6 separate regions of the Mus musculus genome follow, and regions 2, 3, 4, 5 and 6 are each linked to region 1. A link is a contact called in public HiChIP or PLAC-seq and promoter capture Hi-C data. All regions are on one chromosome and are shown on one strand. The core of a region is the stretch at or near the end of the contact, and the rest is flanking DNA. Distances in the headings are between cores, read along the strand shown.

Evidence for each region. Promoter capture Hi-C pulls out the DNA fragments that hold promoters and counts their contacts. HiChIP or PLAC-seq counts read pairs in DNA pulled down with a chosen protein or histone mark. Capture Hi-C pulls out chosen DNA fragments and counts their contacts.
Region 2: an H3K4me3 HiChIP or PLAC-seq map of embryonic stem cells shows a contact between it and region 1, with 3 times the contacts expected there. The contact joins the promoter of Mvd here to the promoter of Acsf3 in region 1. A contact is called at or near these places in 13 of 39 promoter capture datasets (cranial neural crest, embryonic stem cells, hematopoietic stem and progenitor cells and 7 more), 2 of 115 datasets of contacts at active chromatin or transcription factors (bone marrow-derived macrophages and embryonic stem cells) and 2 of 9 other capture datasets (embryonic stem cells and pancreatic islet).
Region 3: a contact with region 1 is called in a promoter capture Hi-C map of embryonic stem cells, with 4 times the contacts expected there. The contact joins the promoter of Spata33 here to the promoter of Acsf3 in region 1. A contact is called at or near these places in 7 of 39 promoter capture datasets (cranial neural crest, embryonic stem cells, fetal liver and 3 more), 2 of 484 Hi-C or Micro-C datasets (CD4 T cells and embryonic stem cells), 9 of 115 datasets of contacts at active chromatin or transcription factors (bone marrow-derived macrophages, embryonic stem cells, fetal liver and 5 more) and 4 of 9 other capture datasets (adipose tissue, embryonic stem cells, liver and 1 more).
Region 4: a promoter capture Hi-C map of embryonic stem cells shows a contact between it and region 1, with 2.8 times the contacts expected there. The contact joins the promoter of Dpep1 here to the promoter of Acsf3 in region 1. A contact is called at or near these places in 7 of 39 promoter capture datasets (the C10 cell line, embryonic stem cells, frontonasal cranial neural crest and 3 more), 1 of 484 Hi-C or Micro-C datasets (bone marrow-derived macrophages), 1 of 115 datasets of contacts at active chromatin or transcription factors (stem cell-derived neural progenitor cells) and 2 of 9 other capture datasets (embryonic stem cells and macrophages).
Region 5: a contact with region 1 is called in a promoter capture Hi-C map of liver, with 2.5 times the contacts expected there. The contact joins the promoter of Spg7 here to the promoter of Acsf3 in region 1. A contact is called at or near these places in 3 of 39 promoter capture datasets (frontonasal cranial neural crest, hippocampal neurons and liver), 2 of 484 Hi-C or Micro-C datasets (embryonic stem cells and uterus), 3 of 115 datasets of contacts at active chromatin or transcription factors (bone marrow-derived macrophages, epiblast stem cells and pancreatic cancer cells) and 2 of 9 other capture datasets (liver and pancreatic islet).
Region 6: a promoter capture Hi-C map of liver shows a contact between it and region 1, with 2.1 times the contacts expected there. The contact joins the enhancer-like site here to the promoter of Acsf3 in region 1. A contact is called at or near these places in 7 of 39 promoter capture datasets (3T3-L1-derived adipocytes, frontonasal cranial neural crest, hippocampal neurons and 4 more), 1 of 484 Hi-C or Micro-C datasets (embryonic fibroblasts), 1 of 115 datasets of contacts at active chromatin or transcription factors (stem cell-derived neural progenitor cells) and 2 of 9 other capture datasets (embryonic stem cells and liver).

What each region holds. Positions count from the first base shown.
Region 1 is chr8:122,773,442-122,777,159 of GRCm38.p6, reverse strand. Acsf3 (acyl-CoA synthetase family member 3) reads right to left here and starts at 1,674. Exons shown (of 10, transcript NM_144932.4): 1 at 1,570-1,674. Gm39271 (a long non-coding RNA gene) reads left to right here and starts at 1,712. Exons shown (of 3, transcript XR_879309.2): 1 at 1,712-1,876; 2 at 2,827-3,718.
Region 2 is chr8:122,441,709-122,445,331 of GRCm38.p6, reverse strand. Mvd (mevalonate (diphospho) decarboxylase) reads left to right here and starts at 1,910. Exons shown (of 10, transcript NM_138656.2): 1 at 1,910-2,038. The coding sequence starts at 1,966. 9330133O14Rik (RIKEN cDNA 9330133O14 gene) reads right to left here and starts at 1,676. Exons shown (of 1, transcript NR_045696.1): 1 at 1-1,676. Gm20735 (predicted gene, 20735) reads left to right here. Exons shown (of 3, transcript NR_015497.2): 3 at 1-64.
Region 3 is chr8:123,210,969-123,214,324 of GRCm38.p6, reverse strand. Spata33 (spermatogenesis associated 33) reads right to left here and starts at 1,467. Exons shown (of 3, transcript NM_177279.4): 1 at 1,328-1,467; 2 at 1,088-1,237. The coding sequence starts at 1,364. Chmp1a (charged multivesicular body protein 1A) reads left to right here and starts at 1,537. Exons shown (of 7, transcript NM_145606.3): 1 at 1,537-1,659. The coding sequence starts at 1,653.
Region 4 is chr8:123,183,775-123,187,532 of GRCm38.p6, reverse strand. It overlaps Dpep1 (dipeptidase 1), which reads right to left and starts at 1,298. Exons shown (of 11, transcript NM_007876.2): 1 at 1,092-1,298.
Region 5 is chr8:123,064,239-123,067,873 of GRCm38.p6, reverse strand. It overlaps Spg7 (SPG7, paraplegin matrix AAA peptidase subunit), which reads right to left and starts at 2,366. Exons shown (of 17, transcript NM_153176.5): 1 at 2,165-2,366; 2 at 1,299-1,401. The coding sequence starts at 2,347.
Region 6 is chr8:122,515,600-122,519,373 of GRCm38.p6, reverse strand. All of the region lies in intron 1 of Piezo1 (piezo-type mechanosensitive ion channel component 1), which reads left to right. Among named protein-coding and RNA genes, the nearest start is that of Gm26497, 3.2 kb to the left of the region's middle. Within about 2 kb of position 1,668, at least 60 of the 459 cell types and tissues checked have an H3K27ac peak or open chromatin away from gene starts, as enhancers often do. A contact at or near this core is called in liver, where this site is marked.

The DNA of each region.
Region 1 (3,718 bases), core at 425-2,924:
TGGTAGGGCTGAGTCAACCTGGCTAACCAGGCATAAGCAACACAGTAGGGTGGTCACAAGATTTGGAGCAGGCAGAGTTGATGCAGCTCCAGGACCTCTGGGGTAGAGTCCTGAGCCCTGAACGTTGGTAGCCATGGACAGACACTGGGCATCAGGAGGTATCAAGCCAGGCTCCTTGTGGAATAGACTCAGTTACAGTTACCCATGGGGCCCTCATTCTGTGAGGAGACACCCACACCAGCAAGAACAGTGGCCCCCATGAGGAGGACACACTGACCCTGGGGTGACAGGTCAGAGAGGGTGGTAGAGGAAAGAGCAAACTGATTCCTGTGTGGACAGCTGTACTCATGCTGGGGTGGCACTGCTGTGCCATCGTCAGTTCTTATAAGTTCTACCATGTCCCCTCTGAGGCACTGTCTTACTCTCTCATATATGGAAATGGGACCAGTGCAGGCCTCCAAAGCCACTTTGGTCTTTGTACTGGCTGGATTTGTGTCAATTTAACACAAGCCTGATTTATCACAGAAAAAGGAGCCTCCCTTAAGGAAGTGCCTCCATGAGATCCAGCTGCAAGGCCTTTTCTCAATTAGTGATCAAGGGTTGGAGGACCCATTGTGGGTGGTGCCATTCCTGGGCTGGTACTCTTGGGTTCTATAAGAAAGCAGGCTGAGCAAGCCAGGGGAAGCAAGCCAGTAAGGAATGTCCCTCCATGGCCTCTGCGTCAGCTCCTGCTTTCTGACCTGTTTGAGTTCCAGTCCTGACTTCCTTTGGTGATGAACAGCAACATGGAAGTGTAAGCTGAATAAACCCTTTCTTCCCCAACTTGCTTCTAGGTCATAATGTTTGTGCAGGAATAGAAACCCCAACTAAGAAAGTCTTCAAGCATGAGCCTGGCCCAATCATTAAACATCTGTCAGCATTGAGCTAACTCCCAGCTCGTCCAACCAGAGCCAGTTCTTTAGGGCAAAACACTGTCTATTCAGGGCATCTGGCTGTGCATGGTTCCCTGACCCACTTCATGTCCAGGGATGTCATCAGAAAGGTATGTCTACATCCGTCTGGAGACAAGGGCAGCAGGGACACCGGTTTTACAATAATCACGTTGGCCTTGAAAACGCTTAGCGCATTTCCGATTTCAGGACTCCCTCTCGGGACAGCCTATGGCTTAGATGTGCTCCTACAGCAGTATCTGGAGGCTCTCACGGGTCTTAGTGGTCAGCCACAGGCAAGTTCCCTCCCTTCCAGGATGAGAATCAACACACTTCTCTTTTAGAGAAATTCCCGGACCCGCTTCCAAATCCAGAAGCCCTTCCTCGCATGCACGCTGGTCCCGTCCCTGACGCCCTAGTCGGCTCTCGGGACCCATCCGAGCCAGGACCCTGGCGACCTGCATCCCACACGGTGCTCGGCGCAAACAAATCGGGGAGGGGTTTCGTGTGACGTCATCCCGGGTCCTTACAGAAGTGTCCCTCACGCTGTGACAGACACCTGCCCGACAGGTCCCACGGCCCCCGGGTCAGCTCCAGCTCACCTCGACACCCCCTTTCTTGTAGTCTGCTGCGCGCTCACCTGGGGTCAGGCGGGGTTGGGGTGGGGGTGTCAGGGGTGGGGCACGGGAGTGCGAGGTTGTCCAGGTAGGTGAAGCGGGCCGGAATGAGTCCTACACCTAAAAGTGTCCGCAGGCGAAAAGTGTCCGTCGATCTAATACGTCCCGGGATGCAGCGCCTGAGAAATGCGTTCCGGGAACGAACGTTCCTGCTCATTCGCATACTCCATCTGCTCGCAAGTCTTGAGAGGGACTGGCAGAGAGTGGCCTTTAGGTGCCTGACATCTGTTACCAGATCTCTGGATCCATTGTCCTGATGGAACAAGTACTGTGAGTTGTTTGCATTGGGTCCTATTTAACTGTTGTTATTGAGACAGGGTCTCATGTAGCCCAAGCCAGCAATGTAGCTAAGGGTAACCTACCTCTACCTTTTGAGAGATGACTAATTATAGGCTTGCTTCGCCACATTCGGCTTACGTAGTGCCAAGGATGAAACCTGGGGCTTCACACATGCTAGACAAGCACCGCAACGACTTGGAGCTGTATTCTCAGCTCTCAACGATCATTTTAATAGGCATGATGGCTCCCGTGGCCAAAGGGACCACACAGCTGTGGTCACCATCTTCGCCAAATCAGGATGTAAATGGACTCCCTTGGCCCCTGAAGAGGGGTTCCTCGGCTTGCAGCTGGGGGGGTCTATATGCTAAACACACCTCTGTGACACAGACCAGGAACTGTGGCAGGATGGAGGCAAGGTCTCATTCTGTAGCACAGGATGGCATTAAACTCCTGGTAATCCCACTGCCTCAGCCTCCTGAGTATAGGGATTACAGATCTATGCCTCCACAGCCAGTTTTAGGGTAGGATACTAAATGCTTTCTGTACAGTAAAGATAAACCTTGAAACACTAAGGTCTGTTTGTCAGTGGCAGCAAAGCTATAGACAAAACTCCTCTCCCTGCAGCAGCTGGGGAAGTCTCACAGACCTCCATGTAGGTAAAACACGGATTCTTGACTTAGGCTTTCAGGAAGATTCATTATGAAGCACATTTGGAGTTAGCAAGACGTAGCTTTAATATAGTTTTAAGCATTACCATTGAGACATACTGGTGAGGGAACTGATTTAGGCGAAGGATGGTAGACGCCCTAGTACTGATGTGGGCTTCTGAGGAGAGCACTGGGTGTCTTTACAATAGCCATACACAAAATTCAGGAGGCTTCTGAAGTTATACAGTTTCTAACAAACTTTTTGTTTCCTTTTCTTTTCCCTTTTTTGGCAAGTGAGATCAAAGAGAGGAAGAGGCAGAGAATCAACGTGAATCAAAATGTCTAACATTGGGATTTACACCACAGACCCTAGGACTTCTATGCTTAAATGTCTACACCCAAAGCATAGTCCTAAACATGGCCAGAATGGAGACAGATTCTGTGACCCCTGGGCCTTGGAAATCATCAAGAGTCTGGATTTGGGTTTGGAGTGCTCAGTTGTTAGCATAACCCCCAGGATTATGCCTAAACAAGACATGTTAATCACAGTATTTAGAATGTGGAAGCAAAAGGATTAGAAATTCAGGGTTATCTGACTACATAGAGAGTTTGAGGTCAGCTTGGGATACATAAGATTGTCTCAAAAACAAACAAACAAACAAACAAAACCACAAAACCATCAAGAGAAGAGATAGAGTGGCTGGAGAGATGGCTCAGTGGTATTCCCCTCCCAGGGGGTCTGAATTTGATTCTAAGCACTTATACCAAGCAATTCACAAATGCCTGTAACTCAAGCTCCATGGGCGATCCGGCTTCTGTGGTCTCTCTGTCTCTGTCTCTGTCTCTGTCTCTGTCTCTGTCTCTCTCTCTCTCTCTCTCTCTCTCTCTCTCTCACACACACACACACACACACACACAAATAACAAGAGGCCCACAGGGTCCAGTCCCATCCAGCCCCTGAGCTTCTGATTGACATTTCAGTGACCACAGCATGGGTTGTCTGGAATGACCAGATATTTGAGGTTATCCAGATAGTCACTAACAGAAGAGATGTGGACTAACCAGCCAGGAAAAACAAATGCAGAAAGCAGGCATATCCATGTGAGGAAAACTCCAGCACGACCCCCATTACTGTCCTCAGCTGAGTTACAGATGTCCTGAAGGACCAAGATGCTCTAGCAGAGAG
Region 2 (3,623 bases), core at 661-3,160, 330 kb after region 1:
ATGTCTCATGCATGTGTGTATCCCTGACCTAACAGTGAACTTCACAAACATGACAGACATTTACAACATTTGATGAGTAGAGAGATGACCTACTACTGACTCTTAGCTTCAAAGTATATGGGGTTTCAGGTACTGGTGTCCTTCAGCTCATGAGGTGACCTTGGTCTCTGTACCTGATAATGTACAAAAATACCCATGGGTGAAACTATTCATTCCGGAGTAAATTAATTGTTCTCTTCTTTCTTTAACTTATTGTTTTTATTTTTTAGAGACAGGATCTCACAGTGAACTTCTGGCTGGCCTTGAACTCACAGAGACATCCTCCCCCCTTCTTCTTCTTTGGGTTTATTTATTTAGGTTTTTTCAAGACATGGTTTCTGTGTAGCCCTGGAACTTACTCTGTAGATCAGGCTGCCCTGGAATTTACAGAAATCCACCTGACCTCTGCCTCCTGAGTGTTGGGATTAAACACACCACCTTTCTGCTGGTGTGTGTGTGTGTGTGTGTGTGTGTGTGTGTGTGTGTGTGTATGAAGCAGAAAAGTTATTGCAAGAGAAATTGAAAATACGAGCCATCTCACAAGCCACAAGGAAACAATAGTGAACTCCCATTGGTCAGCTGTCAGCCTGACTGACAGGCTGTCTACTGTGGCGCAGAAGGCCTATTCACACACTCTCGCTCTAGCAGAGAGAGCTGAGCAATCGATCCAGCTTCCAAGATGGCAGCCGGCCAACAGCTATCAACATCGCCCCAGGCACATAGCTGCTTGGCTGGTTCATCCACTTCTAGGAATCTACGCAAGCACTCTTATACACAATGCAAGGAAAGTCCGGTGCATGGCTTCCAAGGGGGACGGCTTGAGTCAATTACCGACGGTCTAGACAAACAAGGAAGCTGTTTTGGTGTGCAGCTGGAAAGTGTCCAAGAAACTCAGACGTAGAAAAAGCAGCATGGAAAAAAAAAGCAACTCCCATTCACTGTGTAGAAAATGTCAGCCAGAAGGCTGTGAAAGGATTAGGTACCATCCACACTCCTAGGAACAGAACTGGTGGCCTGGGTGGGTATCGTGTGCTCGCACATCTTCGGAACTCTAAGCCATTCAACAGCCACGATTTTACAGGAGGTGGAACCAGGAAGTTGTATCTGTTTCTGTTGGAGAATGGATGGTTAGTTCTGGAAACAGAGGTGACGGTTGTATCAAGTAAATATACTAAAGGTCACTAAACTGTACCGTAAGAATGACACAGAAATGTGCCGATCCATTTCAGCTACGGAAAAAAAAAAAAAAAAAACGACAAAATTCTTGCTTGTGTGGAGCTTGGGAGAGAAAATGCCCATCTCGGATGCAGTACATCCGCCGGCGCGGCGGCTGGACACCTCAGGCAAGCTGTGAGACCCCAGACTGTGGGACCAGGAGACTGGAGGTTGTGACAAGAGAAGTCAGATTGTGAATGTAGAAGATTCCAGGATGTGGGGCTCGGGCGCGACCTTGGGCTGCGGATCCCTCCGGATTCACCGTCTAGTGAGCTTTTCATGCAGCGTAGAGGCTAGATGCGTATCCTTTTTCAGCTCCGCTGTTTCAGCAGCAGATGGCCCCGCTGTCCCGACGGTCACTCAGGCTATCCAGTGGTGCTTGTGCCAGAAGGAGGAACCTTTGTAAGAAGGAGGCCTCCTACGCCTGCGCAGATACCACCTCCTGCGCATGCGTAGATTCCACTCCCTGAGCGGACCCCGCCTCTCGCTCGCAGCCACGAGCTTGCAGGCACCGGGGGCGGGCTCAGTGTCAGCCGCACATCATTCGATCCTGTCCATAGGCTAAAAAGTGGATCATGGGCTCGGCCTGTCGCCTATTGGACAGCACGGGAAAAGCCCGGCCAGCGGGCCAATCATATGGCAGCGCGTGAGTCTGTAGACACCGGGTAATCGGTGCTGGGCTCTCTAGCTCGGGACTCCAGCATCTCAGTTATGGCCTCAGAAAAGCCTCAGGACCTAATGGTCACCTGCACGGCGCCGGTCAACATCGCAGTTATCAAGTACTGTGAGTGCTGGAGACAACAGTCACCTCGGCCGGGATCGGGGCATAGAGCTGGAGGCTGTAGTCACTGGGACCCCTGGGCTCGAGGGTCGGGTTCCAGAGTAGCTGGGCTGGAAAGGGGATCCTCCAGGCTGGAATGAGGGGGAAGTTCGCCACCGTCAGATCCATGGGCACAGTGGTGGAAATGGGGGTTACTACAACCAGGATCGGGGAGCCTGGGAGTTGGAGACCGGGGCACAGGTGCCGGGATCGATGTGCACAGGGCTGGAGATGAGGGTCACTGCTGCCGGGATTCAGGGTCCTAGGGCTGGAGGGAAAGACCAATGTCCCGGATCTGGAGTAGCTGGGCTGGAGAAGGCTGGGAGGGTAGCTCAGGGATGAAGGGGGCGTTGCCATGCAGGGATCCGAGGGGCGCTGGTGAGGGGCAGATCTTCCTCCCTCCCTGGTGACACTTGTAAACTGGGGAGGTATTGCCGGGACCAGGGCTTCTCACCCCAGTCTCCCTCTGCTCTTCCTTCCACCGTGGTCATTTAGAAGTGGATCCACGCAGCCTGTAGATTCTTGAGTTTGGCTCGTTTCAGTACGCACGCTCTTCCCGAGGATTATCCAGGTGGACGCAGCAGGATTTCATTGCCCACTGTTGCTTAGGCCCTAGAACAGGGGCTCTGTTGTTACCAGGAAAACTGCTGCCACATTTATGGGCAGGTTTTGGTGTGAACTTTCATCCTTCCTAGGAAGAATGCCCTGGCAGCTCTGGGAGAACAAGAGTCAGTTCTTCATTCTGTTAATGATCTGTGGGTTCCCTGGGGTGGCAGTACCCAGCTGGTATTCCCACCAGTGCTACGCCAACCCTTAAGATTTAATTAATTTATTTAATGTATATGAGTACATTATAGTTGTGAACCTTCATGTGGTTGTTGGGGATTGAATTTAGTACCTTTGCTTGCTCCAGTCAACCCCAGCTCTCTCTGGCCCAAAGATTTATTTATTATTATAAATAATTATTATAAATAATTACACTGTAGCTATTTCAGGTGCACCACAAGAGGGGGTCAGATCTCATTACAGATGGTTGTGAGCCACCATGTGGTTGCTGGGATTTGAACTCAGGACCTTTGGAAGAGCAATCGGCGCTCTTATCCACTGAGCCATCTCTCCAGCTCCCCATTTCTTACTTCATCTCTTTGCGGGCCATTTCTTCTTTGCGTGGTTGCTGCTTGGAGCACTTCCATGGTGGCTGCTTTAAAGCCTTTGCCAGCAGTTGCAGCATCTCTAGACACTTCAACGTTAGTGTCTTTTGGTTTTTGTCTCAGTGTGAGATCCTCCTTTTTGGTGTGACATGATTTGGGGTGAGATCTAATGGTTTTCTGCTGTGCACTGAGACTCAAGTCCTATTAAAACCTTTAGCTGGGCCTGGAGAGATGGCTTAGTGATTAAGAGCACTGACTGCTCTTCCAGAGGTCCTGAGTTCAATTCCCAGTAACCACATAGTGGCTCACAACCATCTGTAATGGGATCCTCTGGTGTGTCTGAAGACAACAACAGTGTACTCACATACATGAAATAAATAAATAAATCTTTTAAAAAA
Region 3 (3,356 bases), core at 218-2,717, 440 kb before region 1:
CTCTGACCCATCTTTGGTGAGACATCAAACCACAGGGTGACAAAATCTTGTTTAGTTGGCTTTTCTGTCATCAGCTAAAAGCGCCCTGATCGACAGATATCACATCACAAGCCTCCCTAGGTCTGCAGCCTCTGTGTAGCCTTCTAGCCTCAGATGAGGGGCCCCTAAGCTTCAAGGTCAGACCTCAGAAATCCAGTCCCAGCACCTGGATTTCAAACTGCCTCCCCAAGACCCATGGGTGCCTCAACCTCTTTCTCAAATGAGAGGAGGGTCTGTGCTTTCTACCTCCAATCCTTCTCAACTGTCCTCGGCTACTGCGCCTCTGGCTTCCACCAGATTCCGGCAGTGAGCCTGGGGTAGGTCCTCCTAGGGCTCTGTTTTTCATACAGGCCTCCATTCTGGAACCAGAAAGACAAAGCATCCAATTCCTAATGCCTTCCTTGTTTTAAACCTGCAACAGTTCTATTTCTGACAATGGGGGGGGGGGGGGTGTCACAGTGTCGGAAGGCTCTGTACGTTTCCTTCTGTGTGGCCATACCAAGCTACTATAAAAGGTAGAAACAGGCCAAACGTCTGCCTCGGGGAAAAGTGGAATTCGCAGCAGTTTCTGGTGTCTGCCAAATGCTGGGTGTGAAAAGAAACACTTTTGTCCCACTCACGGTCCTTTCTACCTTGAGACGCCCTCCCATCTTTGTGGCCAGGCTGAGGGACACCAAGCCCTCTCCGCTCAGGAGTCAGTCACACAGCAGCCTGGCCAATCACCCGAGGAGAATTCTGCTCCAAGCTGTAACATGTTGAAGGGATCACTGTGGGACCAGAGAGCACCCTACTAACCCTCTTTGGGGAACACTTTATGGATCGCTCAAGTTTCGTCTCAATTTCTTTTTTCCTTCTGAAACAGGGTCTCCAGATATACAAGATGCCCTTGAAATCCCTGTTATAGCCTAGCCTAGAGCCAAGGGCAGTGCTCTCGCTCACCTTCCCTGCACCGAGAACCCTGTAATATTTACCTCCCGGGTCATCATCCTTAGAAAGAGGTCCCATCCCTGCTGCCTTGCCGCGGCCGGTCTCCTCTGGATCTCCCTACCTTCAGACGAAGACGACGGCCTTGAGTGCTTGGATGTCGCGAACAACAGGCTTTCGGCAGGCTGCGACTCCTTGTCAGACTGCTTGGCCTCCTTCTCCATTACTTTCTCCTTAGACTTTGTAACTAAAGTGGTAGTGCTCTTCTCCTCCTCTGAAACACACGGACGGACAAGCCGTTAGACCTACAGCCCGCGGACGCCCGCACGGAGGGCGGGCCTCGCCGCCAGGCGGCGCCCTTTACCTTTCTTCTCTCTGGGTTTGCTTTTCGACTGGCCCATAGGTGACCCCGCCGCTCCAGCCGGGCGGCCTCGGGGCCGGTTAACCCGACCGACTCACAAAACCCACACTAGGCTCCGGGAGCTCATTACCATGGCAACCGCGTGCCGCGCGAGCCGTGCCTGAGCCCCGCCCAGGCCCCGCCCAAGCCCCGCCCCGGAGCTATCTTCTCGCGACAGCCGGCCGCGCGACCGGAAGCGGTGGCGACCCCGGAAGCCCTCGCGGAGACAGCGGGTCCGTAACATCGCGTCCCCTGCGCCGCCCCGAGGGCTGTGCTAGCCCGACCGGCCATGGACGGTAAGGGGCTGTCATCCACTTCGGGGTCGGAGCGGGAGTCTGCGGACGTCTCGCCTCAGCCCCATAACCCAGCCGGACCCGCCCCGGGCTTCAGCCCCAGACTCTATCCCCCCGGGCCTGGGACCCATAGTCTATACCCTGTATTCGGACCGGGACCCGCCCCCAGCTCACTGGGCTCGAGACCTCCGACTAGGACCTGCCCTGGGGCCTGCAGCCCGTGTAGCCACCAGGACCCGACCCGGTGCCTGAACCCTGACATCCTAGCTGAAACCCTCTCCTGGGCCTCGATCGCACAACCCAGCAGAAGCCAGCTCCCGATTCTTGATTCCAGACCCCCAGCCAGCTCTTACCCCTGGGTCTTGTTTCTTTACCAGATCTCCCCAGGCCTGCACCCCACGCCCGGGATCCAAACCCTGAATCTTGTCCAAATGATCCTACACCCGACCCCCGATCCAGGCCACTTCCACTAGCCACTCTCCCTGTTTGTTTTGTTTCTGTTTGGGGACAACGGAGTGTGGTCAGAAGGCACCAGAAAAGTACCCAGAGAAATAGTAATTAAGATACAAAGGAGTTCAAGTGCCAAACAGTAGGATTTTGGGTTCCCTCCTAGTAGGAGGGCCCGGTTAACCTTAGGTTAACAGGTTGGAAGGGAACCACCCGTAGCAGTATGAGTCACGAGTCACTTCGACCTGCCGTGGCTCCAACCTCTAGACTCCCAAGGAACTCATAATAGGTTTTATGGGCTAGTATCATAGAGTTTTTGTTTGTATGAGACTGCTTCTCTATGTAGCCTTGGCTGGCCTAGAACTTACTGTATACACCAAGCTGCCCTTGAACTCAGAGATCTGCCTACTTCTGCCTCCCCACTGCTGGGATTAAAGGTCTGTGCCACCGCCTAGGGCTGTAATGGAGGTTTTGTTTTGTTTTTAAACTGCTTTCTGAAATGTAGAAAGCTAAAGTACTGTGTCATTGTTGTAGAAGACGTAAGAATCCTAGACTGAGCCAGGCGTGGTAGCGTACGCCTTTAATCCAGCCTGGTCTACAAAGTGAGTTCCAGGATAGCCAGGGCTATACAGAGAAACCCTGTCTCGAAAAACAAAACAAAAACAAACAAGCAAAAAAGAATCCTAGACTGTCCCTTGGGAAGAAGATGGACCCTTGTCTGACATTACAGTTCACTCTGCAGCTCACAACAGGGTTCTCCCGATTTTCAGAGTCCAGTCCCTCTAGAGTCTACATGAAAGTACGGGCTAAAATGGGGGCGATTTGGCCAGTGTCCTAAAACTAGTGAAATGGCTGGACCATACCTAGGTGACACTGTTCCTCCAGTCACTGTGTCATGGTCAGCCTACCCTGAGTGGTGAGAGATGCACAGAGGTGATTGCAGCCCGGCAGGTCTCTGCCAGGCCCTGTCTGCATCCACAGACCCTCAGTGCCCTGAGTCTGGACTGCTAGGGTAAGGCTTTAGAAATTAAGTATGACAGCACTCTGCAGATTCAGGAACGGAGCCAGTTACCGATGCGGTGTGCGGTGGTTCCAACTGTAATGCCAGCCCTCAGGAGGTAGGCAGAAGGGTCAAGAGGTCAAAGTGTCCCCAGCCTCGGCTACTTAGTGAGTCTGAGTGGGAATCCTGTCTCAAAACAGCAAACATAAGAAATTGAATTTGCCTGTCCCAAGTTTTTGTTTCTTTTTTGTTT
Region 4 (3,758 bases), core at 49-2,548, 410 kb before region 1:
CGCAGACACGGACCTGCCCGGGTCCCACATGCTCACGCTGGTCACCACGGACAGAAACACTTGGGCATTCCCAAACAAAGAGCTCCAAACACATGGATGTGCTTTGGAATCCATATGTGGACTTTTCCACACATATTAAGCAGATACTCAGATGCCCAGACAACTGTAGACACATGTGTCCACATAGGCCTATCATCTGTCAGGACATACACTCTCCATATGGCCCCTGCCACACTTACCGGTGGCCCGGGGGTGGATGCGCCCAGCCACTCGGGTACCACCCAGTTCTATGCCTTCTTGGGTGTCTACAATGCTGCCTTCAGTTTCATATGACTACTTGTGGGGTCTCGAAACTAGAGCCCCCAGCGAGGGCTTCTGGCGAGGCTATATGGAGCAGTAGCTTGCCCATCATCTATCCGTATGCCTTTTCCCCAGGGGGACGTCACTGGGTCACCAGTGGCTCAGCAGACCAGTCTGTCTCCCAACTGTATACCAGGCTGACATCTGCACAGAGATCCCTCAGACCTCTAGATTTTCAGGACCAACAGCCAAACCTTCACCCTGACCTCTGTCCCCAAAGCCTAGCTCCTCAGGGGCTGTGCCATATGACGTTGCAGGCCACCTGAAGAGTAGTTCTTCCTTCTGACACCTCCAGTCCATCCCCAGGTGTGACTTCTTCATATCTCCCCTCACCCTGCCTATGAGTCCCACATAGCTCCTAGTTTTCTACCCCACAGGGTCATCTTTCTCATTTATCACCCCAGCTTTCAATGCCCTGCCTGCATTAAAACAGGGTCCCGCTTTTAGCTTCATCTTCACCCTCCCCCACACCAGACTGGGCATCCAGAGGGAACACTTTTTTTCTGCCTGCCCCTCCGTGTCTATCATCTGAACACCCTCGCCTCACAGAGCCTCTCCCTTCAAGGTGTTGCTCGACGACGACATCCTCCACATTGAGGTCCTGTTTGCGGTCTATCCGTAAGTTTCCTCTGCTCTCAGGATCTTTTCTACCCAGGAGTGGAAAGGGCTTTCTGTCCCTCATTACGGCTTGGCCTCCACCCACTGCTACTTCCCAGCACCCCAACACTCACCACGAGCACACGCGGGTCAGGGGTGCCAATGTGGCTTCAGTCCTGTGGCTGACACCCAGAGAGACGGGACAGCCTGCTCCTGAGTCCTCCAGCTTTGAAGGGCCACCTCTTTAAAAGGGAAACTCCCCGGGGCTCCACAGAGTGCCAAGGAGAGCAGACAGGACTAATGTATCACACATGTCAGCTGTTCCTCGTCTCCGAAAGGCACGCAAGCCCTCAGTAACGCAGAGCATCCGGTGGGGTCCGGGTCTCTGGGTCAGCCGTCTGGGGAATGATAGGCCTTTGGGGCCATAGCCAGTAACCTGAGCTCTCCAGCGCAGAGGTCGAATGAGTTAACATTTACCAGGCTAACAGAGTTAGGGAGCCACAAGAGGAGTTTGGGCTGTGGTCTCAAAGTATGTACACACTCTTGAGTTTATTCTGCTGAGCTCAATATCCTGAGGTGGCCTTGGGATCTGGAGTCACATATTTTCCTCCGTCTTCTGACCGGTCCCCTTATCACTCCCCTCATTACTGAAGTGAAAATGACCCGTGCTTCCCAGTTGGGACAGCCAGTTCCCCAACCCAGGAATGAGCCAGCACTGTTAGGCCCACCCCTGGGAGCCCTTGGATCCATTGTTCCAACAAGGAGGGTTGATCTCTCTCCATCCTCACCATAAGGAGAAACAACAGCAACCTCAGATTGGAATGTTCTCTGGCAGAACAACAGGCCTTTCGAAACTGTGGGAGGGTCTGGTGCCTCTCTGTAAGCGGGAGGCAGGGCTTCTCTGTGGCTTTAAGATTCTGTGGAAGCAGACAGCAGGGTGGTCCCGGTGGTAAGACAGAAGGAAAGGCCAGGTCGGTCGTCAGGGAAGGGCACAATAGGAAGGAGCACACAGGGCCCTCTGCCCCTGCTCTGGCCCACCCTTAGGCCTGGCTGTGTAACTGTGTGTGGACTGCTCCCTCTCAGAGCTTCAGTCATCCTGTGTATGGACGACGACAACCTATTTAGCCAGTGATGTCATAGACATTGAGATCCCAGGTTTTAGGAGAGGACAAAGACAGTGAAAAAGCCGGAGAGCCAGACTGGGGGGCCAATCTATAGGTGAGAGAGTGGGACACAGACAGACAGGGCCAGACAGACAAGGACAGACAGACAGGGACAAACCATACCCTAATTCTCCCCTTGGAGCCAATTAACTCTCCCTTAGCCACCCAGTGCAGGCTGCCACTATTAGGAGACCATACTCTTGTGGGTCCAAGGGTGGACCAGGACTAGGGAGGCGTGGCTAGCAAGGCCTGTGTCCTGGGGGAGCTGAGGGCTCAGGATAACGACCCAGCAAATGGGTACATCACACATTTGCGTAGCTTTGAGATCCCTGCTAACTCTGGCTACACGCAGGGTCCCCAGATGACTCCCGAATCCTTAGCTCATTTAGGGGTTGTCAGGTTCTGCCTGGAGGCTCAGTCTCCTCACACAGTGAGATGCTGGGAAGGCACAGGATGCAGGGCACTCGGCATGTTAATACTCATACCCGGGAAAGCTCACTAATCCTTCTGAAAGTCCCTGGAGAGGAAACATCTTAGCAAGTTGCTAAATCAGGAGCCCCTCATAAATGGTCCCCGGCAAATGACACCAGGACAAGTCTTAGGTTCCCATCTCCTCTGGGAATGAGGCTGCAGAAGGCTTTCCATCTGCTTGAGTGGGGCTTCTGGGGGAAGGCCCACAAGGCCTGTTGAGCGGAGACAGCAGTGCTTAAGGTCAGAAGCACCCAACAGCCCGGGAAGCCCAGAGCTGCCCTAAAGTCCTGCCATCACCTTGCGAGTCTTGTTTTTTTTTTTTATCTCTGATATATTTTTTTTACAAGATTTATTGATTGTTTATGTATACATGGGTACACTGTCATTGCCTTCAGACACACCAGAAGAGGGCATCAGATCCCATTAATAGATGGTTACAAGATACCATGTGGTTGCTGGGAATTGAACTCAGGACCTCTGGAAGGGCAGCCAACTGAGCCATCTCTCCAGCCCCATCTTTGATGTGTTTTATTGAGCAAGTCTGATGCACCTATATTATAAAGCCCCGAGCTTGAGGGGACCTCCTAGGCACAGGTGTGGCCTCCTTGTCTGTCTTCAGCACCGCAGACACTGCCACTTCCTACTGTTGACCTGCTGGCCTGAAGCCTCTGAGATAGACAATGCTTCTGTCTCCAGGGATGTGTGTGCAATGTGTGTGCAGGGTAAGAGTTCATGATAAATGAGCAACTGGCACATGCTGAGGGAGCCTAGTGGTGTGTGGCATGTGAGGCAGAACTCCCCACACCCCCCCCCCCCCCGTGCACTTGGAAATCCCTAAAAGAAAGAAGGCTAGGCTCTGTCCTTGAGCCCTCCCTTCTCCTTCTGCCTCTCCATCAACTACGGTCCATGTCTCTAGGTTTAGCTTTCTTGCATCGTCCCAGGCCAGTTCCCAGGAGTCCCTGCGTGAAACGCACTCTCTGTTCCTTTTCTACCTGACCCTAACATGGCTCTTGTGTGTCATAGTAGACAGTTGTCCCTAACACTAGCCAAGCAGAGGCCACCTCCAGACCGTTTCCAATACCCTTCAGCCCACTTCTCAGCTCTTCACCCTAAAGGGGTGGACAACGGCCGGCACTCACCCTTGGTTCCTAGAATTTTTGCCTTCTG
Region 5 (3,635 bases), core at 1,117-3,616, 290 kb before region 1:
CCATATGGGTTCTGGGAACCAAACCTGGTTCCTCTGGAAAAGTAGCTCTTAACTGCTGAGCCATCTCACTAGGCCACACCACTTAGATTTTGTAAATGAGGGCTAATAACATGGTTCAAGATGCAGAGGGACTTTCTGCCAAGCTTCATGACCTCAATTTAATTCCTAGAACCCACAGGGAGTATCCCTGCACTCTGTGTGCTCACGCTCTCTCTCTCTTTCTGTCTGTCTGTCTCTCTCTCTCTCTGTCTCTCTCTCTGTGTCTCTGTCTGTCTCTGTCTCTGTGTCTCTCTCTGACACACACACACACACACACACACACACACACACACACACGGGGTGGGGGGCGGGGAAACAAAATAAAACACTTAAAGTGAGCAAAGAGAAGTCTAGGCCTGGTAGCACATACCTGTAATCCCAGCACCTGGAGGGTGAGAACAGGAGGATTCTAAGTTCAAGGCCAGGCTGGACTGCAAATTAATGCCTTGTTTCAAGAAAACAAAACCAAACAAACCAGTCTGCAACCCCCAGGTGAGGAGTGGGGTCTCACGTGCTCCCATTGGGAAGGGACAGGCAGGATGATCAAGGAGTGCTCACAGCCCCTAGCTATACATTTCACTTCAGATTATCCATAACAGGGCTAACATAGCTCACAGCACAAAGAACCAAAGGTTACAATGAAAATATAGCTTAGTTGTTAGAGTACTTGCTTACCATGCCCAAAGTCCTGAGTTCAATCCCTAGCTTCACATAACACTGGACAGAGTGGTACATACCTGTAACCTCAGGACTGAAGAGGGTCACAAGTTCAGGTGTTTTGTTTTTTAAAAGAATCAAAGGTACTCTTAGTGGCTGGGTGTTCCTAGTCTTCTGGTCAGTGTCTAACTAGTGACGTTCTCCTATGTCACTTGTCACCTGCCAAGGAGCCTCCACTCTTAGACTAGAGTGCATGCACACAGCCTGAGATGGTGGATGCTGCTGCACACACAGCATGGCCTTCTGCTCCTAGGCTACTCTACTGAACATCACAGCGAGCCCTGCTCACTGCAGCAAGTGCTGTGCTCTCAGACAACATAAAACCTTTTGTTTTTTTGGGTGGGGGGTGGGGGTGAGCAGGGGGCCAGCAGGGTTTCACTAGCTAGTTCTGCCTGACCTCCAACTGGCAGCCCCTGTTTTAGTGCTGAGATTACAGGCATGTAAGACCTGGTTTGTTTGGTTTTGTCCTCTTCCACTATGCTCTTATAGGACTACAGTAAAACCTGTGTCCCTCAGTAATGGACCATGCAATGCATACACACCTGAAAGCGGCCACAGTCTGACTGCATTTGGAACTATATGCTGTTTCAGTAACAATCCGCTAATACCTTCAAAGCTAGGGGTCAGTATTCGCAATAGCAAACTCTGTAAAAAGAGAAAAAGACCGAGGTAACACTAAGACCATATACCACAACAACACAGGCCTAATCAAAGTCCTTGCCTAGCATGCAGAAAGCTATGGATTTGATCCCCAGTACCTCCTTAAAACTGGGTACAGTGGCGCATGCATGTAATCCCAGCACTTGGGAGGGGATGCAGGAGCATCAAAAGTTCAAAGTCATCTTCAACTGTGTATTGAGAATCTCTCCCTCCTCGGTTTCCATCCTAGAACTGCCTCCCAAGAAGGGGAGGGGCCAAGGGAAAGTGTCAATCAACTCCATCAATGAATTTCACTGGACTCAGCCACAAAACAAAACAAAAAAACCGAAGAAACAAAAGTCAATTAACTTTCACCCACAGCCCAGTTTGAGTCTCCAATTCACAATCTTCCTGGCCTCGTCCTACCAGCAAATACTGAAATTGCAAGTGTGCACCACCTATGTGGGCAAAAGGATCGGGAGTCCAAGGGCTGCTCCGAGTACACATGAACGCCTGCCTCCAGACCAGAAAGAAGAGGACGGAAAGGCACGGGTGACCAGGACTCAGTTTGAAGCCGCCAGGGACAGTGATACAGGGCGTCTCTCTCACACACGCCAGGGAGAGACGAACCACCCGAGGCAGATGCTGCCTCCCGTCCCGGGGAGCCCACAGCAGCCATCCTCCTGCGGAAGAGCGAGGTGCAGGCGCACTTCCGGTCGGCGCGGACCGACCCGCCACACCCGCCGCCGCCGGGCTCCGAGCGGGTTACCTGAGGCGCGTGGCCTCCAGCCGCAGCCGGGCCAACCGGAGTCCCGCGGGCCGCGTACGGCCGCCTGGCCCCAGCCCCGGACGAGAGGCCTGGGCCCCTGCCTGAGAGCAGGCCCCACAGCCGTCGGGGCCGGGGCTCCGGGCCGGGGCGGAGCCCGCGAAGCAGCAGCAAGGCGGCCGCCATGGTGCCGAAAGCGGCGCCTGCGCAGTGCGGCTCCGGCCGCCCTAACGGTCAGGTTTTTGAGGGCGGCCTCCCTTTGCGCTTGCGCGGGGTTGAAGGTCGCGCGCTCCTGGCGACGCCTGCGCGGTCCGAACCGTCTGGTATCCGCAAGGTTAGCTGCGAAACCTCGAGAGTCAGCAGGGTGCGCAGCGCGAAAGCTAGCAGCCCGCAGCCTGCGGGTTCACGTAGAGACAGGCTACGGTTACCCGGTATTTTTCTCTCTTGTGTTTTATTAACAGTCCAAGTTGCGGTTTCCAGTACTTGGCAAGTGGATACACGATTCGCTTTTCACGTTATCTCTTTCTTTGGGGTGCGATTTGGTGGTTCCTGTTGGCCACTTCCGTCCTTCCTGTACGTATTTATTTTGTTGTTTCTCTGTGTGGTGCTAGCTGTCCTCTCGCTGTAGACCAGACTGACCTCGAACTCGGAGATCCACCTGCCTCTTGGTTTTGGTTATTTGTTTTTTTAAATACAGTATCGCTGTGCAACAGTCTGGCTTCAAACTCAAGCTCCGTCTCCTGTGTGCCGGCCTGACAAGAATGAACCAGTTTTTCTGAACATCAGAGATCCGGGGGATGCCCCTGGCTGGCTACAGAATCAACTTAGAGCCAGTGGTGTGTGAGACCACAGGGCAGCAGCTACATACAGAGTAGGAAAACGGTGCCCTCAATCTTAGAGAGGGAGGGAGGGGGGCTCCTAAAGTCGGAACTGGAGGGGCTGGAGAGATGGCTCAGCTGTTAAGAGCACTGGCTGCTCTTCCAGAGGATCCAGGTTCAATTCCCAGCACCCACATGGCAGCTCATGACCATCTGTAACTCCAGTTCCAGGGGATTCGACAACCTCCCACAGACATACATGCAAGCAAAACACCAGTGCACATTAAATAAAACATTTAAAGTGGTGATTGGACCCGTGTCCTCTGGAAGAGCAGACAGTGCTCTTAACCACTGAGCCATCTTTCCAGACCCCTCCCCCCCTTATAGCCATTAGTGGTCTACTACCCATTTCTCCAACTCCCTTAGCATCAGGCAACCACTAGCATTCTTTGTTCCTGTGGACTGTGTTTATGACCAAATTAAGAGCCCCCTTAATTATACTCACTGCCCCTGAGGAGCACCCGTCATCCCGAGCTTCATACCATTTGGCTTTGACAGTTCATTTGTGCAGAGACAGAAGGGAGAGCTTGCTGTCCCACCCATGGACAGCTGCAATCCCAGGCCTGGGCAGGGCCACTGAAGCTCTGAGTCCTGCT
Region 6 (3,774 bases), core at 419-2,918, 260 kb after region 1:
AGGTGTGCGCCACAACGCCCGGCACATTCACAGATTCTTATGATCTATCGGCTGCTCAGCTCCAATGGTGGTCAGTTCTAGCCATTGATGTGTCCAGGATCCTGGTCAGATGGACCCTGGAGCGTAGAGCTTGCTTCCTCTGACCCCTGTCTCTGATCCCTGGAAAACCAAGTTTTCGGGGACACTTGTGAGACTGATACCTACCCCAGGATTGTGACAGACATTGGCCTGCATGTGGCATTGTCCAGGCCTGTGTGCAAGGCCATGGGGTGGGACAGAGGCTGCCCTTCCGAGAAGTAGTCTTCTGAGGGTATTGGTTACTTCTGGGCCCCGAACACACCTTGCTGAGCCTCTCCCAGCCTGGCAGCTATGGCCTCTTTGGACAGCGTACTCCTCTGTGGGACCCAGGGTCTCAGCGGAGTCTCTGCTCCACCACTGGACACGGCTGCTGCATAGCTGGGACCATAGAAGGACTCCAGGCTCTGCTCTGCCTTGTAGCTCTTTGCCAGTCTAGACACCACTTCCTCCAGGGCTGAGACTGTGGCTGCCCCAGGGTCCCAAGCAGGCCCTGCCCTGCCCTGCCCTGCCCTGCCCTAGAGATGGGTTGCAGTCCTTTGGGCTAGCCTGGTCTCTCCTGTTGGGGCCTCTGCTCAACTCTCTCTGCTCACCGAGGTCTTTCTTTTGGCCTAGAGAGACTCTCCTCCCTTCTCAGAGGGAGGTAGCCTAGAGACTAGGAGGGCAGGCCATCCAAACCTGTTCCCTCTCTTGTGCAGACAGGAGTGACAATGGTGGGGTGGGGGGTTATATGAGACCCTCAACCTTGTTTCTGTGCTGGGCCGAGATGGTAGGGTGAGGTGAGTCTGCTCTTCACCCAGGCTTCCCTCGAAGAAACCATGCTGTTCCTGCACTGGACGCTTGCTTGTCTCCACTTGGGCTGGACGGCCTGCTGCGTTGATGCAGACTAGTGTGAACCTTCACTGTGTTCTCTCCCTGTTGACACAGCCCATCCCTCCAAAGGATCCGGTCATCTCAAGCACACACTGTATCTCTGCACCTTTCCGTCCGTCTGTCCAGCACTGGCTGTGGTAGGGGAAGCTCCCCACAGATCTGCCGTGTGCTTCAGACTCATTTCCAGAGCCATTTACAAATGTGTCTGGCATCTGCTTTGGGAGGTCGCTGTAAGGCTTCTTTGACCAGAGACATATGGGAGCAGCTGGCTCAAAGAGCCTCCAGGGAGTGGTGGATTCTCGTCTCCTACCCTGACAGACCCTGGGCCAGGCTGGGGCTTCTTGAGTAGGTGAGGTCTCCCTTACAGCCCAATCTGCAGGCCCATCTTCATGCTCATGGTGGAGGAGGGGTGGTGACAAACCTTCTGTGTGGTGTACTCTAAAAGTTGTGTGTGGTCCTATTACCCTTACCCCTCCCTCCCTGACCCGGTTCCCACAACGACGAGCAAACCGTTGCTCTGCTCTGGGTCACTCAGAGTCCAGGGGAGCCACCCGGTGGACTTCATTAGCCCTCAGCTATGGCTTGAGGACCCCAGAGTGGATGTTAGCAAGGGTCTTCAGCTTTGTGCTGTAGGGTGAGGGTCTATAAAGGGTTAAGTATGTGCTGGCCTGCAAGGGGCCCTTCCTGCCTCTGGCTGTCCCTATTGTTGCTGGCTCAGGAAAGGCCTGTTTCCTGTGAAATCACAGGCTTTGCCCAGCAGCTCCACCAGAGCAGTCTGAGGCTCTGCCCTCTTTGAGGAATGTCTTTGTCCCCCATGACCCCTCTCCTGCAGTTAGGTGGCAGCTAACCTTCAAGGACAAAGACAAGGAAGGCTGTCTCCTTCAGGCTGCTTGTGATAAATAACATCTCACCTCTGTCCTCTGCACTGCTAAAGTCATGGTTGTGACAGTCACATCAATGTGTTTCAACCAATACGCCACACCACCGGGACCAGGGAGCACCTGGGAACCCTGCATCCCGACACAGCCAGGTTGTGTTGCCTCTTAGTGTTTCTTTCCCTCTCTTCCCAGAAGCAAGAGCTGCACGGCTGACCCAGGCGGGACTCGCTCTCCTGGCTCGCTCTTCTTGCTCTTGAGGGGTGATAATCTTGGAGGAATGATGACTGAGAACGAGACCCTGGAGTGTCAAGTTGTGCCTCTGAGCCTGTTTCCTTGGGTAGAGTGTTCGTCTCTGGACGTAGCCTTTATTTCTCTGTACAGTGTTGGGACCGCTCTACACGGAGGGCAGGCAGGAAGGAAAAGAGGCAGGGGAAAGGGCAGAGCTCAGGGCCTGTGCATCTCCCAAGCTGACCTGTGTTGCTGAGGCAGGACAGGGCGTTCCCCTCGCCTGGTCCCTGGTGCCTCACCTTGCATTTCATCTACCTTTGGCACATACAGCTATGTAGGGTTCTCCTGGCCCTACCTGGGATTAGGAGTAGCCAGGCCTCAATCTCAGTAGCCCATCTCACATTTCCTCGTTGCCAGGAAGCCAGGCATGGAAGTCCCTACCCCTTGCCATCTTGGGTCTCTGGTTTCTGGAGCCCATCACAGATTTTGGACACCGTTCATGTATTTATTCCGGTAAAACATCTATCCACGAAGTTTGTCATCTTAATCTATTTTTGATAGTGTGGTGGCATTAGGCACATCCTCATATGTCACTAATGGCCACCCCAGGACCATCTCATTTTCCTGACTGAAACTTGATAACAGTTAAACTTTAGCCGCGGGACTGGAGAGATGGCTCAGTAGTTAAGAGCACTGACGGCTCGTCCACAGATCCTGAGTTCAATTCCCAGCAACCACATGGTGGCTTACAACCATAATGAGATCTGGGGCCCTCTTCTGGTGTGTCTGAAGACATCGACAGTGTACTCATATACGTAAAATAAATAGATAATTCTTAAAAACAATAATAAATTAACTTTAGCCTCTCCCGCACTCAACACACACAGAACCTCGGGGTCTGAATTTTAAGCTTGCCAAGCAGGCTGCAGGGTAAAGCATCTTTCCCTGCTCCCCAGGGCCTGTGGTGGCCGCCCTTCATTGGCTGTGCTTGGGAGGCCAGAATTCAAAGTCAGGAGTCTTCTCCAGTTGTGTTCCACTTTTTGGAGTTCATCAGTTGGCTTGATTGACCAGCAGGCTCTGTTGCTGTTTCTACAGAATGCTACCTACCACACACAGCGTTTCATACCTGCACCAATCACTGTACGTAATCTAAGTGTGTGTATGTGTATGAACACAGGTCCGTGCGTGTCACAGCATGCTCGTGGAAGTCAAAGGGCAAGCTTGGGTGTTGGCCCTCATCTTCTACCTTATTTGGCACAGGGTTTCTCTGTTAATCCCTGCTGCTTTTGCCAACCACCTGGCCTGACCGCTTCTAGCCAGTCTCTCCTCTCTCCCTCCCATCTCCTGGTAGAGGTGCGCTGGGATTACAACTGGCTTTTGCACAATTCTGGGAATCCAAACTCGGGTCACCAGGCTTCTGTGGCAAGCCACCAAGACGCGTCCTTAGCCTGGCTTTCCATCTTTTCACGTGGGTTCTGGTGATCTCAGCCGAGGTCCACGTGTTCATGCGGCACATGCTCTTGGCTCCCGACACGGGCTTTTGATCACTGCCCCTCACGTGCTTGGTTCAGTGCTGGCCATTCCCGGTATGTGAGGTCGAACCAGTGTCCTCAGAGGCAGGACCTGTCACATCAGGGATGTTAGATAGGAGAAAGCTCTCAGGGGCCTGTGGATGAAGGGACTGGTGGGTAGTCAGCTGGGTAGACAGGTGGGCAGGATC